Regions from separate parts of the Arabidopsis thaliana genome. Here region 2 is linked to region 1. A link is a contact called in public ChIA-PET data. All regions are on one chromosome and are shown on one strand. Each heading gives the region's core, a stretch centred on a gene start, on an enhancer-like site or on the middle of the called end of the contact. The rest is flanking DNA. Distances are from core to core; before and after follow the strand shown.

The links. ChIA-PET counts read pairs in DNA pulled down with a chosen protein or histone mark.
Region 2: an H3K4me3 ChIA-PET map of shoot shows a contact between it and region 1, with 16 read pairs. The contact joins the promoter of AT4G23820 here to the promoter of AT4G23740 in region 1. A contact is called at or near these places in 11 of 26 Hi-C or Micro-C datasets (callus, cotyledon, leaf and 4 more), 1 of 2 datasets of contacts at active chromatin or transcription factors (shoot) and 1 of 3 other capture datasets (seedling).

Annotation. Positions count from the first base shown.
Region 1 is chr4:12,362,633-12,369,463 of TAIR10.1, reverse strand. AT4G23740 (Leucine-rich repeat protein kinase family protein) reads right to left here and starts at 3,382. Exons shown (of 4, transcript NM_118505.5): 1 at 2,832-3,382; 2 at 1,135-2,448; 3 at 686-1,036; 4 at 126-603. The coding sequence starts at 2,401. The coding sequence ends at 305. It overlaps AT4G23730 (Galactose mutarotase-like superfamily protein), which reads right to left. Exons shown (of 7, transcript NM_118504.4): 1 at 6,396-6,831; 2 at 5,845-5,919; 3 at 5,714-5,770; 4 at 5,457-5,623; 5 at 5,222-5,356; 6 at 4,927-5,129; 7 at 4,261-4,841. The coding sequence starts at 6,509. The coding sequence ends at 4,672.
Region 2 is chr4:12,397,850-12,404,433 of TAIR10.1, reverse strand. AT4G23820 (Pectin lyase-like superfamily protein) reads left to right here and starts at 4,203. Exons shown (of 5, transcript NM_118513.3): 1 at 4,203-4,713; 2 at 5,816-5,936; 3 at 6,075-6,249; 4 at 6,354-6,424; 5 at 6,580-6,584. The coding sequence starts at 4,384. It overlaps AT4G23840 (Leucine-rich repeat (LRR) family protein), which reads right to left and starts at 4,257. Exons shown (of 6, transcript NM_118515.4): 1 at 3,886-4,257; 2 at 3,418-3,572; 3 at 3,117-3,334; 4 at 2,050-2,662; 5 at 1,460-1,975; 6 at 947-1,365. The coding sequence starts at 4,055. The coding sequence ends at 1,244. It overlaps LACS4 (AMP-dependent synthetase and ligase family protein), which reads left to right. Exons shown (of 19, transcript NM_118516.5): 16 at 1-72; 17 at 170-352; 18 at 451-570; 19 at 658-980. The coding sequence ends at 714.

The DNA.
Region 1 (6,831 bases), core at 2,133-4,632:
GATTATGGGTCAAACAAGTACTAGAAATAAAACTTTGTCGACTCTGTATAATTATATCGGCCCAATGGGCTTTTTGGGCTCTGAAGCAGTTGGTTTCCCTGGTTTAGAGGCTTTGATGAAACAAACTTGTGAATCAGAAATTTGAATCTATTTCATAGCGAATTTTGAAAACCAAGAATTCCTAAACAGAAATGTGTTTGTTGAACCGGTTCTAAACCGAAGAGAGAAGAAATAAACACAGGAGTATACAAACTTCATATGTAAAATATGGGATGATGAATCAACAGTTAGAATTTTGATAGATTCAAATTTCACTCGGTGTTGAAGTCTCTGAGGCTCCATTTTCGGATTTGGGTTTGAGTTCGGGTTCCGGTTCAATGCTGGTTCGTCGGTTTCCAACGTTCTCGATGAGCCTAACCAAATCAGACATCTTTGGCCTCTGATCTGCTGCTTTCACAACACAGGACATTGCAATCTGCAACATCTCAACCATCTCTTCCTCTATGTTTGTATACCTCAGAAGCTCGATGTCGAATACTTCTGCGGTCCATTCCTCTCTCACTACTGAATGTACCCATCTAACCAAGTGGATGATCTCGTCCCCTGCAATGTCCATCACAGAATGATCATTAAACCGAAAATATATCAGCTGAAACAGTCTAGTCACTTCGGGTTGTAGCGTTACCTGCGGTAGTGTGAATGGGCGATTTTCCCGTGAGTAGTTCGAGTAGAACAACACCGAAGCTGTAAACATCTGACAATTGAGAAGACTTCCTTGTGTCGGTTACTTCTGGTGCACGGTAACCAGCTTGCCTCGATATCGGTGGAGCCAAGGGACTCATTACAGCAGTTAATCCAAGATCAGAGACACAGCCATTACTCTCGGAATTCAAGAATATATTCGAAGATTTGATGTTCCCATGGACGAGTTTTCCATTGTTTTCTTTGTGGATACGAGCAATCCCTTTAGCTGCGCCAATAGCTATTTTCATTCTTGTTTCCCAGTCTAGAGGAATCCTGTTTTCTCCTCTGTTACCTGAAAACCAAAACATTTCAACTCTACAATGAGCCTAAAGCAAATGGGTTTGATTCTGATAGTAGTTATGATGCATTAGATCAAAAAGTGAAACGTACCATGAAGCAAAGAAGCCACACTTCCTCGGCTGAAATAGTCATAAACCATTAGCTTCTCGTCTTTAGAGTAATAGTATGCCTTAAGCTCCACAACGTTTTCATGCTTAATACCTCCAATGATCTCCATCTGCTGCTCGAAATCACGTTTCCCAGCCGCAACATCCTTAAGACGTTTCACAGCAACAGAAGTTGCATCTTCAAGAACTGCTTTGTACGTCGTGCCAAACGTGCCTTTACCAAGAACCTCAGCAGAAGCTCTCAATAGATCCTCAAGATCAAAAGAGTAGTTACATCCTTCAAAGAACGATAACCGGTTGTTCACATCTTCCATCCGAGAAACAAATTTCTCAGGAGACATCCCACCTTTCTTCTGCAACTTATTATCCGAAATGACCCCATCACCGCGTCTTAACTTCCTTCTTACGTAACAAACAGTCAACACAAACGCCAAAGCCGTAATCACCACAATGGAAACAGCAATAACAATCAACAAGAACACCGTCTCGGATAGTCCCAAGAAGCGAGCTTTCGACGGTTTCTGATGAGTCTGCTCGCTAGGTGGTGGCGGCGTAACGAGGGTGTAGTTACCACCAGGAGGAATAATATCAATGCCTGTATAAGACGAGAACGGGAACCTTCGAAGCCAATCTGGTATCGGTCCAGCAAGATCATAATTGTTGGACAAGTCAATGTGCTGCAGACTAGAGAGCACACTCAGATCAGGAATATCACCAGAAAGCGTATTGTTAGCAAGATTTAACGACTGAATCCGCTTAAGACGAGACAACGAACTCGGGATTGTCCCGTTGAACCCGTTGTTTGAGAGATTAACACTAGTGAGATTCTTCCAAACAGAGAAATCCAATGGCAAAGGACCAGACAAGTTGTTATCCTGAAGATAAAGAAAGGCCAAATCTTTCAACTCAACAAAATCCTTAGGAAACTCGCCGGAGATTAGATTGGATCTGAGACTAAGAACTCTGAGAGCTGAGAGTCTGCTTATAGTGTTTGGAGGAATCTGACCATTGAGTCCAACGCCTGGTAATCTAACGGCTATGATTCGAGATCCGTCTTGATTACAAGTAACTCCGGTCCAGATGTTGCAGACTTGAGAAGTCTCGTTCCAGTTGAGTGAACGAGTTGGTTGCATAATGGTAAGAAACTCAAGCAATGCGCGTTTGTCTTCTAATGGATCTGAGTTTGCTCCATAGATAATCAAACACAGAGAGAGACAGAGACTCCATAGATAAATCCTCAAAGCTTCCATTTTTTTGAAAGTGAAAAAAACGAGCTGTTTCTTTTTGTAATCTGGAGCTGGAGAAAAACAACAATCAAAAACCAATTTAGCTCAATTTGATTGTGGTGATGATGATGATGGACATATAAATGGTGAAAATTTGTGAACTTTAATTTAAAATAAAAGGTACCAAAAAAGCGAAAAGATTACAGATTTCTAGAAGACTGCTGATTATAAAAGCAAAAGTGGAATCTTGAAGTTGTTCTATGTGACCACTGGAGATTTTAAAATACAACAGGAGTGGGAGACATAAAAAGTGAGTAACTTTAAGCTTCGAAAATGACGAAGCTTTAATTTAAACTCACATAAACCCTAGAATTTCTGGTAATTAAAATTGTCGAAAAGTAGAACCCTAACTCTACTACGAGATTAAATTTATTAAAAATAAAGAATTGGTAACCTCGCTTTTTTCCAGATCTGAACTTTATTGTCGGCTTAGTTTCTTCTCGAGAATCGAATCAGCTCTGGAGTTTTTTAAGAACACAACTCGAAATTAAGAGGAAGAGAGAACAACTTCTTCAATTACGCAGTGAAGATAATGTGAAGAACCGCCATTGAAGCACTTGTGAAGTTAAGAAGAGCTTGTGATTTTCAAGCAACGGATATAATTTTGTTCTTATTTTTTGGCATATTAAAGTGGGTGAAAGTGACGAGGGAAGATACTGATGCGACTCTATTGTTTCTTTATACGGTTTACAGGTTGGTGACCGGTGAGTCTGTACGTACCCGGTTATTTAATACCGAACCGGGGACCATTGAACTTTTTAATGCCAAATTAAGGCTGTATCTTTCAATTTGTAATCGATCTTCGTTTTACAAAGTTCGATTCGTTCTGAAGTAATGTAAATTAATCGGAACATTAGCTATTTGTTAAACCGGTTAAGTTTTCTGAACCGAGATATACATAACCGGTTGTTTAATTGGTCAACGCTAACAAAAAGAACGATATAGTAATTAATTATGTTAAGAAGGAAATTATTTAACTTACCAAATGTATTAGGCAAATACGTTTTTTTTTGTTTTGTAGTACTTGTCATAATGAAGCTCAAGGCATTTAAAGCATATCGACTTCTACCATTTTAATAAAATTCTTGGTTTCTTTTTGGCATCAATAAATATTCTCTTTTTATAATATTACTATTTCTTCGGTGTATTAAATATTTGACCGACGCAATTATAGAATTTATAGTGCATCATAATAGACCAATAATTTTCAAATCTTTCATGATTATTATGATGATTTTACACCATCTTACCACATTGAGAGGCAATGAGTATAAGGCCATTAAAGCATTTGAATCTATAAAGATTATTTTATACTATAGTTTTGTTCCTATACTTGAAATATGTACCCAAAAAAATTAGCTTATGGTCTCAGAAATGGTTTATTCAAGAATTGTCAACCATGAGAACAAGAAAGCTTTAAATCTACATATACATTTTTGCAGCCATTTTGTGAAATAAATTTTGTAGTTGAGATTTATTTACAATAGCTGCCACTGGATTTTAATGTTTGTTTTGATAATTAAAAATAAAATTTTTGAATTAAATATTTGAAAATCTTCCCGAAATCTCTCTACATTAACTACACGATTAGTTACTAAAATAAAACTTCCAATATATTTAATATCATTGAATTACTACAAAATTATTATTTTTGATATTGTTTTTCTACATGACTATAACAATTCGATTATAATCATCAAACCGCACAAATATTTGATAGCATTTAATTACTACAAAATTACAAAATATTTAAACAATGATTCATAAACATATCATAAATGAGATCAATGAGTTTTTTTTACGGGACAGGTTGGCGGGACGGATTTGATAGGACGTTACTTAATAACAATTGTAAACTATAAAATAAAAATATTTTATAGATAGATATAATTTGTAAACTTTTATATATACTAACTTAAAAAAATAAATTGTCCCCGCGATATACCGCGGGTTAAAATCTAGTATTATTGAAGATTTCATCAAATAAGTACAAACTTCAATATAGTATATAACATTGTCTTCATACACAAGTTAAATCTCGCACAAAACCAGGAGATCTAGTCACTTCCTAAAAATGGGTGACCTTTTCAAATCTCAGGTTTCCTTTTAATATTTCGGATTTTTGATACCGACGAATCACACACACTGTGATGTTCTATAGACTAAAACAAAAAAAATAGCCCACAAGACAAGATAATGAAAGACACAGAGTTTGTGATAACCGGTACCGGGTTTTAGGTGGAAAGAACAAGCGAGAGATGTAATTTCCCGGTCCATTCTTCACCCGGTTTCAAGGTGATGGGTTTCTCAATGGCTGCTCCATCCACACACAACATGTGTCTATACTCATCATCTCCCAAATCCGTCAATGCTCTCGCTTTCTTCTCCCATGGATTCCATACCACTGCAACAAACCGAGAATCTAATACTGTTAAAAACTGGATTCTTGGTAAAAAGGGCGGTTAAGGTTTTCGGTATTTGGATCTTACCGACATCAGGTAGACCTTCTTTCTTGATGAGGAATGTGCGTTTTCTCTCATGGTCGAAAATGGCAACCACGTCTTTAGAATTTAGGTACACTCTATCGATCTCTGATTCAAAGGTTAATGCATCGCCTTGCTCTGTGAACCGCTCTCTATCATGCATATTATCAAGATAGTCAAGAGTTTCCAGCCCTTCAAGTCTAACTTCACTGATAAATACCAAAAGAAAAGAGAATGTATTGAGTTCTACGTTATATTATGTGACAGCAGAGACTAGTAGAGGCTAAATTCGGTGTTTCACCTAATATCGGAAATGGAGAAGTAAGTGTGGTAAGCAATGGAAAAGCTAAAAGGCTTTGAATTGATGTTTCTGACTCGTGATATCAGTGTTAGGTTCCCATCTAATGCCAATGAGACTCTCAGATGAAACTCAAAGCTGAAACAAGAGCAATAGCAATTTAATCATGCTGAAATGAAAAGAATCAGATCATATCGAGGAATCAAAATAAAATCATTTGATCGGGTTTGCAACCTACCTGTAAGGCCAGATCCTCATCGTATCTTCATCAGATGACTTAAGCACCAAATCAACATAGGCTTTTCCAGTTGAGTCAAATGAAGGTAAAGCAGGTGGATTGTTTTCTACAAGCCACATCTTGTTTCTTGCAAACCCGTGTTGCTCAAGTGATCCCCGAGTTCCAAACTTATGAATAAAAAAAATATAAAGAAATGTGATCAAAACCAAGATTATTCATGTCCAATATTACATGTTACTTTTCAAAAGTCTATATACCTGAGGAAAGCATATAGGGATTCCTCCTCGTACCGGATGGGGAGGCTTCAAGTTGGCCTGAAACAAGAGCATGTAGTTCAGTAAATATGATACAAAGTTGCGTAGAATGTTGAAAAAGGCGAGTTCTTTACCTTGGTGCTGTTGAATAACAATTCATCACCCTTGTCAGTCTTCCATGAAAGAACTTGTCCTCCATGTAAACTAATCTGAATCATAAACAAACCGTCAGTTCAATAAGCGAAATGGAAATGCTTATGAATGTGGTCCATGAATCATAAAAGCCAAAGTTTCCATGGCCAACAACATCAAAACTATATCTAAAGCTATCAGATTTGTCTTGTTAAGAGAGTTTAAAGCCACAACTACGAACTAGGCCTTCAACTTTCAAGAATCAGAACCCAAATAACCAGTAGAAACAGAGCAATCAAACACGCTTATAAACACTCTGATACTAAGAACCAAATACACAATTTTCCCCCAAAATAAGACCTTTTGGACCAATTTAAATGTATCAAGAGTTTGGAAGAGGCATAACATCGAACAGTTAGTGGGCATATCTTAAAAGTCAACATCTTATCCTATAATCCTGAATCTTGCATCGAAGAATGATTCTACTTTCGTAAACACAACCAATAACATAGGAGAACCAAAATGAAACAAGAATAAATACAAAAGCTATAACCTTTACAGAGGCGCCTCTAGGATTCTGAAGAAGAATCTGATCCGTTCCATTTCTATCCTTGACCAAGTCAACGGTTGGTCTCTTCTCAGGACCGGTTCCAGATGATGGTTCCATTCAAAAACAGATTCAGAGACTTCGATAATATTTCACCTTGACTTCTCGTGTTTTTAAATCCAGAAAAAATTAGGCGAAGAAATCACAGGAAGAAGAAAACAACTAAACTTTCTTGTGGAAAGATCTCAACAAGAAAGCCAAAGAGATCTCGTGGAAATGAAACCGAAACCTCAACCACCACTTCAACTGCTTGCTTATAAGTCTTTTTCTTACACACCGATAAAGCTGCAACACACAAAACTCTCTAATGTTGCAATAAAAAGAGGATAAAGTAAAAACACGATTAAGACACGATTAAGACAGATCGTGAGGTTGTAATTAA
Region 2 (6,584 bases), core at 2,954-5,453, 34 kb before region 1:
CTCTCACAAGGAGAGTATGTTGCGGTGGAGAACATAGAAAACATATACGGTGAAGTACAAGCTGTTGATTCCGTAAGTAACCGATTTGTAGTTTTCTCTCTCATAGGTTTGGTAAATATTCTCATCTACTGATAATCACAATCACAATATTTCCATTCAAATTTATTAGGTGTGGGTGTACGGTAACAGCTTTGAGTCCTTCCTAATAGCTATCGCCAACCCAAACCAGCATATCCTTGAACGCTGGGCTGCAGAAAACGGTGTGAGTGGTGACTATGACGCTCTCTGTCAAAATGAAAAGGCAAAGGAATTCATTCTCGGAGAACTTGTTAAAATGGCCAAAGAGAAAAAGGTTATTCATTGTCTCTATATCATTTGAGTTTTCCAATATGGATTCATGGTTCTTTGTTGTCTTTATCTCATTTGAATTTATTGTGTTGGACTTTGCAGATGAAAGGGTTCGAGATCATCAAGGCGATTCATCTTGACCCAGTGCCATTTGACATGGAACGAGATCTTCTTACGCCGACCTTCAAAAAGAAAAGGCCTCAGTTGCTGAAATACTACCAGGTAATACAAACACTTTTGCGTATTGAAACATTTAGAAATCTACTGACATTAAGTATTAATTAACATGGTCTCTTCGTCATCTGCCAGAGTGTGATCGACGAAATGTACAAGACCATAAATGCAAAATTTGCTTCCAGAGGGTAGATTCCTCCTCACTCTCGGTCCTTGGGTCTCTCATTTTGCATGACGAAGACTTTGTTAATAGGCTCTTCTCTCATCTGTGTACAATATTTGAATATTTCATAGCATCAGATCAGTCCAGAGCTGCTACACTGTTTTTCTTTTCTATCTTTTTTTGGAAATTTACTTTTATGTTCTATACTTGAATGCTATCTCTTTGCCAAAAAAAAAAAAAAAGAATGCTATCTAACTTTTCTTTTTAATAAAATTTTAAAATACATGGCGCTGTCTCAGTATATGTTTTTCGGAAACTATTTATTAATATTCTTCGTAAATTTAGTCAGGTCACATGTTTGAAAAGGGAAATAATATCCGATAACACTGCAAAGAATACAATATTTTCTGCTAAAACATACCGTGTACTGTGTCTATTTCAGACGTCATACAATTTTGAGGAAAAGAAAATGAGGCCAAATCTGTCAACAAGACATGCTAAGATCTCTACTAATTCATTCAGGTGGTACTAAAATCCAACTTGTTCACCCCATTTGCTTCAAATCACGGAATCAGCAAGAAGTTCCGGTACACTGACAAGTTCTTCCCATGGCAGCAATTGTGATAAAGGCGAATTTTGTAGAGCAACCAACTCTTCCCTATTGTACTTCACCCTCTGATCTGTACCCACATATCACACATTTAAACTTTGAGCCCTTCTTCTTCCTTATCAAGAATTGTTATAATAAAGCACGTTAGTGAGAAAAGGGCGTACCTAAAAAACTCCTGGGAACAGCAACAGAACTCTCCGGCCTCTGGTTGTTCCTCCTTGCTACCTTTCCAAAACTCTGTGGAGTAGATGACCGAGGAAGAAGTTGATTCTGGTCGAGAGAAGAAGAGTCAGCATGCTCATGCCTCACCTTGATGTGAGGGTACCTTTTGCAGAGACCAGCAATATCATCTTTGGTTAAAAGCCAACAACCTTGGAGGTCGAGTGTTCTTAGCCTGTTAGGTGGTCTAAACTTCTCAAGACCATTGCTGGTCAAAACTCCATCTCGGACTCCGAGACTGACTAGGTTTGGAAGAGAGGAGAGATGGTGGAGTGTGGAATCTGTGAGGGATGTGCTTGTTAGGGACAAATGTGTTAATCCAGTAAGGCTACTTAGACCGGAAAGAGCTTTGTCACCCAGGTACGGATGTTCTAGACTCAGGGTTTCAAGGGAAGTTAGAGATTGTAGTGCTGCTAGTGACTTCTCTTTTTCTTCTTGTGGAGATATTAGATAGTAGAATCCTGAAAAAAATAGAGTCGTAGGGTTATGATAGGGTTAATAATCACTCGTTAGATCTTAGAAGGCTCATACATACCTAGGGTGCTGTTCATGCCCAAGTCAAGGGCTTTAATGCAAGGCATCGTGGTGCTGATAAGCAAGATGGAAAGATCGTCGACAAATGTCTGGGACATAGATAATGTCTCAAGTTGTGGCACATGTCCAGCAAGATTCCCGACCCCAGAAGGAGTGATTTGTGTATCCGAGACATTAAGATTCTTTAGATTCTCACCAACACATGCTACAAACCCAACAGAATCATCCCCGAAAGCTGTGGAGCTCAGATCAAGATGTTCTAGGTTAAACATAGTTTCTAAGAAGCTGAAGTTTTTGAGGGAAGTCTTGGAAACGTCTAAGTAGGTTATACAGCTTTTGTTGGTAAAGGACAAGGACTCTGTCTCGGCACTGAAATTAGCTCCCGATAAAACTAGCTTTTTCAAGGAAGCTAATGAGCTATGAGTTTTTGGTTCGGAGACAATGGTGCACGTGTTCATGTGTAAGCATTCAAGGTGCGGAATGTTTGGAGTCTGTGTGATGCTTGTCCACGAGAGGTTTAGGAAGCTCAAGTTAGAAAATTTGAGAATACTGACAGCTCCTTGGTTGGTTACGTTGCTTCCCCAGATGTCAAGGTACTCTAGCTTTGTCAGTGCCTGAGCAGCAATAAAGAAAATGGCGGTCAGAAAAACTAAAAAAAGATTGATCGTCTACATATTAAATGTTATTACAAATAGGCATGTTTTTCAGTGACAAAAATAAAATAAAAATAGGCATGTTTTTAATAAGTGAATTCGGGCATACAAACATCTTCACGCAAGAAACTATATTGAACATACACTTGAACTTCATTTGTAGGGATTAATGGGTTTAATAACCAGGAAATGATATTTGAATTTTAGAATCCTGAAGACTAAATAGTTTCTGTGCACATTATACTCTATACTCAACATAGTAGTAGTACCTAGAACTTTACAATTTTAGCAGAGCTCTCTAACAAATTTAACTAGATAGATAGATGATAACTATTGAACTACACAGTTCAATAACATACATCATGCAATTAAAACAACCCTAATGACTACAATAAAGAAAGAGCACAGGTAATACCTGGAGAGAAATCAAGTTCTGATCAGTTACAGGTAAGCCGCCCAAATCCAAAAGAGACAATTTTTTAAGTGAAGCAAGAAGAGAAATTCCAACTTCAGTGACACCTGTCTGTGAAATCCACAACTTTTTCAGATTTACAACAGATTGGAGGTGCTTCATACCAGCATCCGTAACCTTGAAACATCTTGAAAGGTCCAACTCTGTCAAACTTGTTAATCCTGAAAATCCAATATCACATATTAAACACTTAAATTTCTCTTAAACTTCCATTCCAAAACTCGGAGTATATCACTCAACATACCTGTGATAGGCCAGAGGGTGGAACTGTTGATTCTCTGGCAATCTGAAAGATTTAGAGTAATTAGATTAACGAAGCCTCCAATGTAAGCCATCCATTCTGCGTTAACTGAGCTTTTGCCTCGGAGATCTATATTCTCTACAGAATATTTGAATCCTCTGCACAGAAAAGAGTCTTGTTTAGTTGTGTGATACAGATACAATAGTTCAGTGTCCATGCAATCATTGCATTTTCCGCAACGATGTACCAAGACCAACACAATTCTACAGCTAAACACTTCAGGAATAATTATTTCAACATGAATACAGAAAAAAAAAAAATTCTAATCAAATTTAAAAACTAAGATCCCAAGCGATCACTCAATATCTCAAATCGAAGCATATATATATATATATAGCTCAGCATTTCGAGATCAGAAATCAGATTCATATTAGAAACGATCAGAACTATGTAAGGAAGTGAAGAGTTTACTCGAGTAACGAAGGGAAAAGAAGCCGCTTTTTGAGGAGGCGACGGAGGAGAGCATCAGCAAGGTGAGGAGGCAGACTCTCAAGACTACGCCGCTGAAGTCGCCATCGTTCCACCGCATCTCCGCTCTTACAAGCTTCCTTTAAGCATAGACGCACCAAAGGACTCTCCATCTCCAATCTCCAAATCGCTGAAATCTCTGATCTTAGCTCCAAATTTCACAAACCGATCCAACCTTTATATAATAAGAATAAAAACCCTAAATAAAATAGAAAATCAAAGAATTAAAAAAATCCGCCAAAAACAAAAAACAAAAAGTTGTTCATCCTTATTGGGCCACTAAAGCCCAAACGTTTCTAGCTTATATGGCCCGTTGATTCACGTGTATCAGCACGTGCCTTCTTCTATTGAACGTTGTCGAGTGTCGACTATATCATACTAATCTTAGCTCCAATTCTGCAGATTTTACTCTCATCCTAAATAAACCTCTCTTCATCGAAAATGTGGAGACTCTCTGTGTCAATTTTCCTCTTCTCATGTCTCTTCGTTTCTTCGTCTTCGTTGGGCGATTCGGAGGCGACGTGTTCCGGTATAGTTCCGTTACGGTACCGGTACGATAAGATCTCGATAACCGACTTTGGAGGCGTTGGAGATGGTCGAACGGTGAATACTAAGGCGTTTAGGGCGGCGATTTATCGGATTCAGCATCTGAAGAGGAGAGGAGGCACGCTTTTGTATATACCTCCGGGAGTGTATTTGACGGAGAGCTTCAATCTCACTAGCCATATGACTCTTTACTTAGCTAAAGGTGCTGTGATTAGAGCTGTTCAGGTAAAATTTCAAATTTTCTGGTTTATCACTGTGAATTTTGAATTATGAAATTGGATTGGTATGAGATGATTTGAAATGAGTAATGAGTGACGAATTCGTTAGTTGCTGATTTGAAATTGAAATTAGCTCATTAGTCAAATGTTATTAATGAATTAATGGTTACTAATCTTTCTTGGTGAGTGGTCTATATCTACTCTCTGGAAATGAGTTTGATGATTAACTGTCAAATACTGTGAGTGATTACATTTCAAATTTTTTTGACTATAGTTATTATTTTTATAAAGTATAGTATTCTAAAAATAGAATTGCATTTTTTTTTTTGCCTATTTGATTGGATCTGAATTGGAGTGAATTCTCAAAATGTCATCTTTTTGATCAAGTTTTTATTTTGAAAGAAGAAAGAAGATTTGGGGAACCATGCACGTATAATAATTGATAAGTAGTAATAACTATGGGTATGGAATTTGGTATTGGTAGGTCCAAGCTCCAAAGCATCATGGGACCGTCGGGGATAAAATGTTATTGTATGCATGTGGTGTACTGCTTTTATGTCTATGTTTCAATAGCTGACCCGAAGATAGCTGGCAAATTTTGTCTTCGCGTTATCCAATTTTTGTCAAAATTTGGTTATTATATTCTCTACTAGTGTATGTGATATATTAAAGAAAATATCTAAGTGACTAAAGTAGATTAAATCTTGGTTAGAGTGTTTTCTATAGTTGGGACTGTGGATAGTTATGGGTTTTATGGGACTCTGGACAGTTATGGGTTTCATAATCCTTTAGTGAGTATCTCAGATCAATGAAGTAGGATGCTGCCATCTATGTTAAATACTCAGATTTAATTTTCTGCTTGGTTTGTCTTCATGTGAGTGAAGAAAAAACACAAAACTTGTCATTGTAGTGCATATCAATGTGTGTGTGTGTGTGCACCTTATGACCGATTTTGAGCTTGTAAACATTAATAAGTCAGGACCATTTCATTTGTCCTGAGACAGAAATGAGGACAAGGCCACTTCGTTGAAATTTGGGTGATTAATGCAGAGTGGGAATCTTGTGAATTGTTTTGTGACCTTTTGGCTTTTGTTGTGTGTTGACTTCAGGATACCTGGAATTGGCCATTGATTGATCCTTTGCCGTCTTATGGAAGAGGGAGAGAGTTACCAGGGGGACGGTATATGAGCTTTATTCATGGTGATGGGCTTCGTGATGTAGTCATCACTGGTTAGTTTCGACCATCTTATATTTCAGTCATATCTATATGGCTTAGATGATACAGTTCAAAATAGATATTTTGTTACAAGAAATATTCTTCTTGTTGCAGCACTGTTTTGACATTAAATTGCAACACTATGTACACAGGACAAAATGGGACAATAGACGGTCAAGGAGAAGTGTGGTGGAACATGTGGCGTAGTAGAACGCTAAAGTACACAAGACCGAACTTAATCGAGTTCAAGGACTCTAAGGAGATCATAATCTCCAATGTTATTTTCCAAAATTCACCTTTCTGGAACATTCATCCTGTGTATTGCAGGTATATAACACTAGTTAATACCCTTTAGATCTCCCAAACGTAGATATAATATATCTTCCTCTTCTTATGGTATTGACTTTGTTACTTGTTTTGATCCGTGGCAGCAACGTTGTCATCCATCACGTTACGATCTTAGCTCCACAAGATTCTCCCAACACCGATGGAATCGATCCAGGTTCATCTTACTCTTAACTCTTTTTCCAATCCACAGTAGACTACTAGATTGGTTGCTGTGATCAAACATGTCTAGATATGAACTTGGAAATGTTTTTGTGTGCATAATAATCAAAGCTGTTTATTAACATCTGAACAAAATGAATTTGTTGATAGATTCC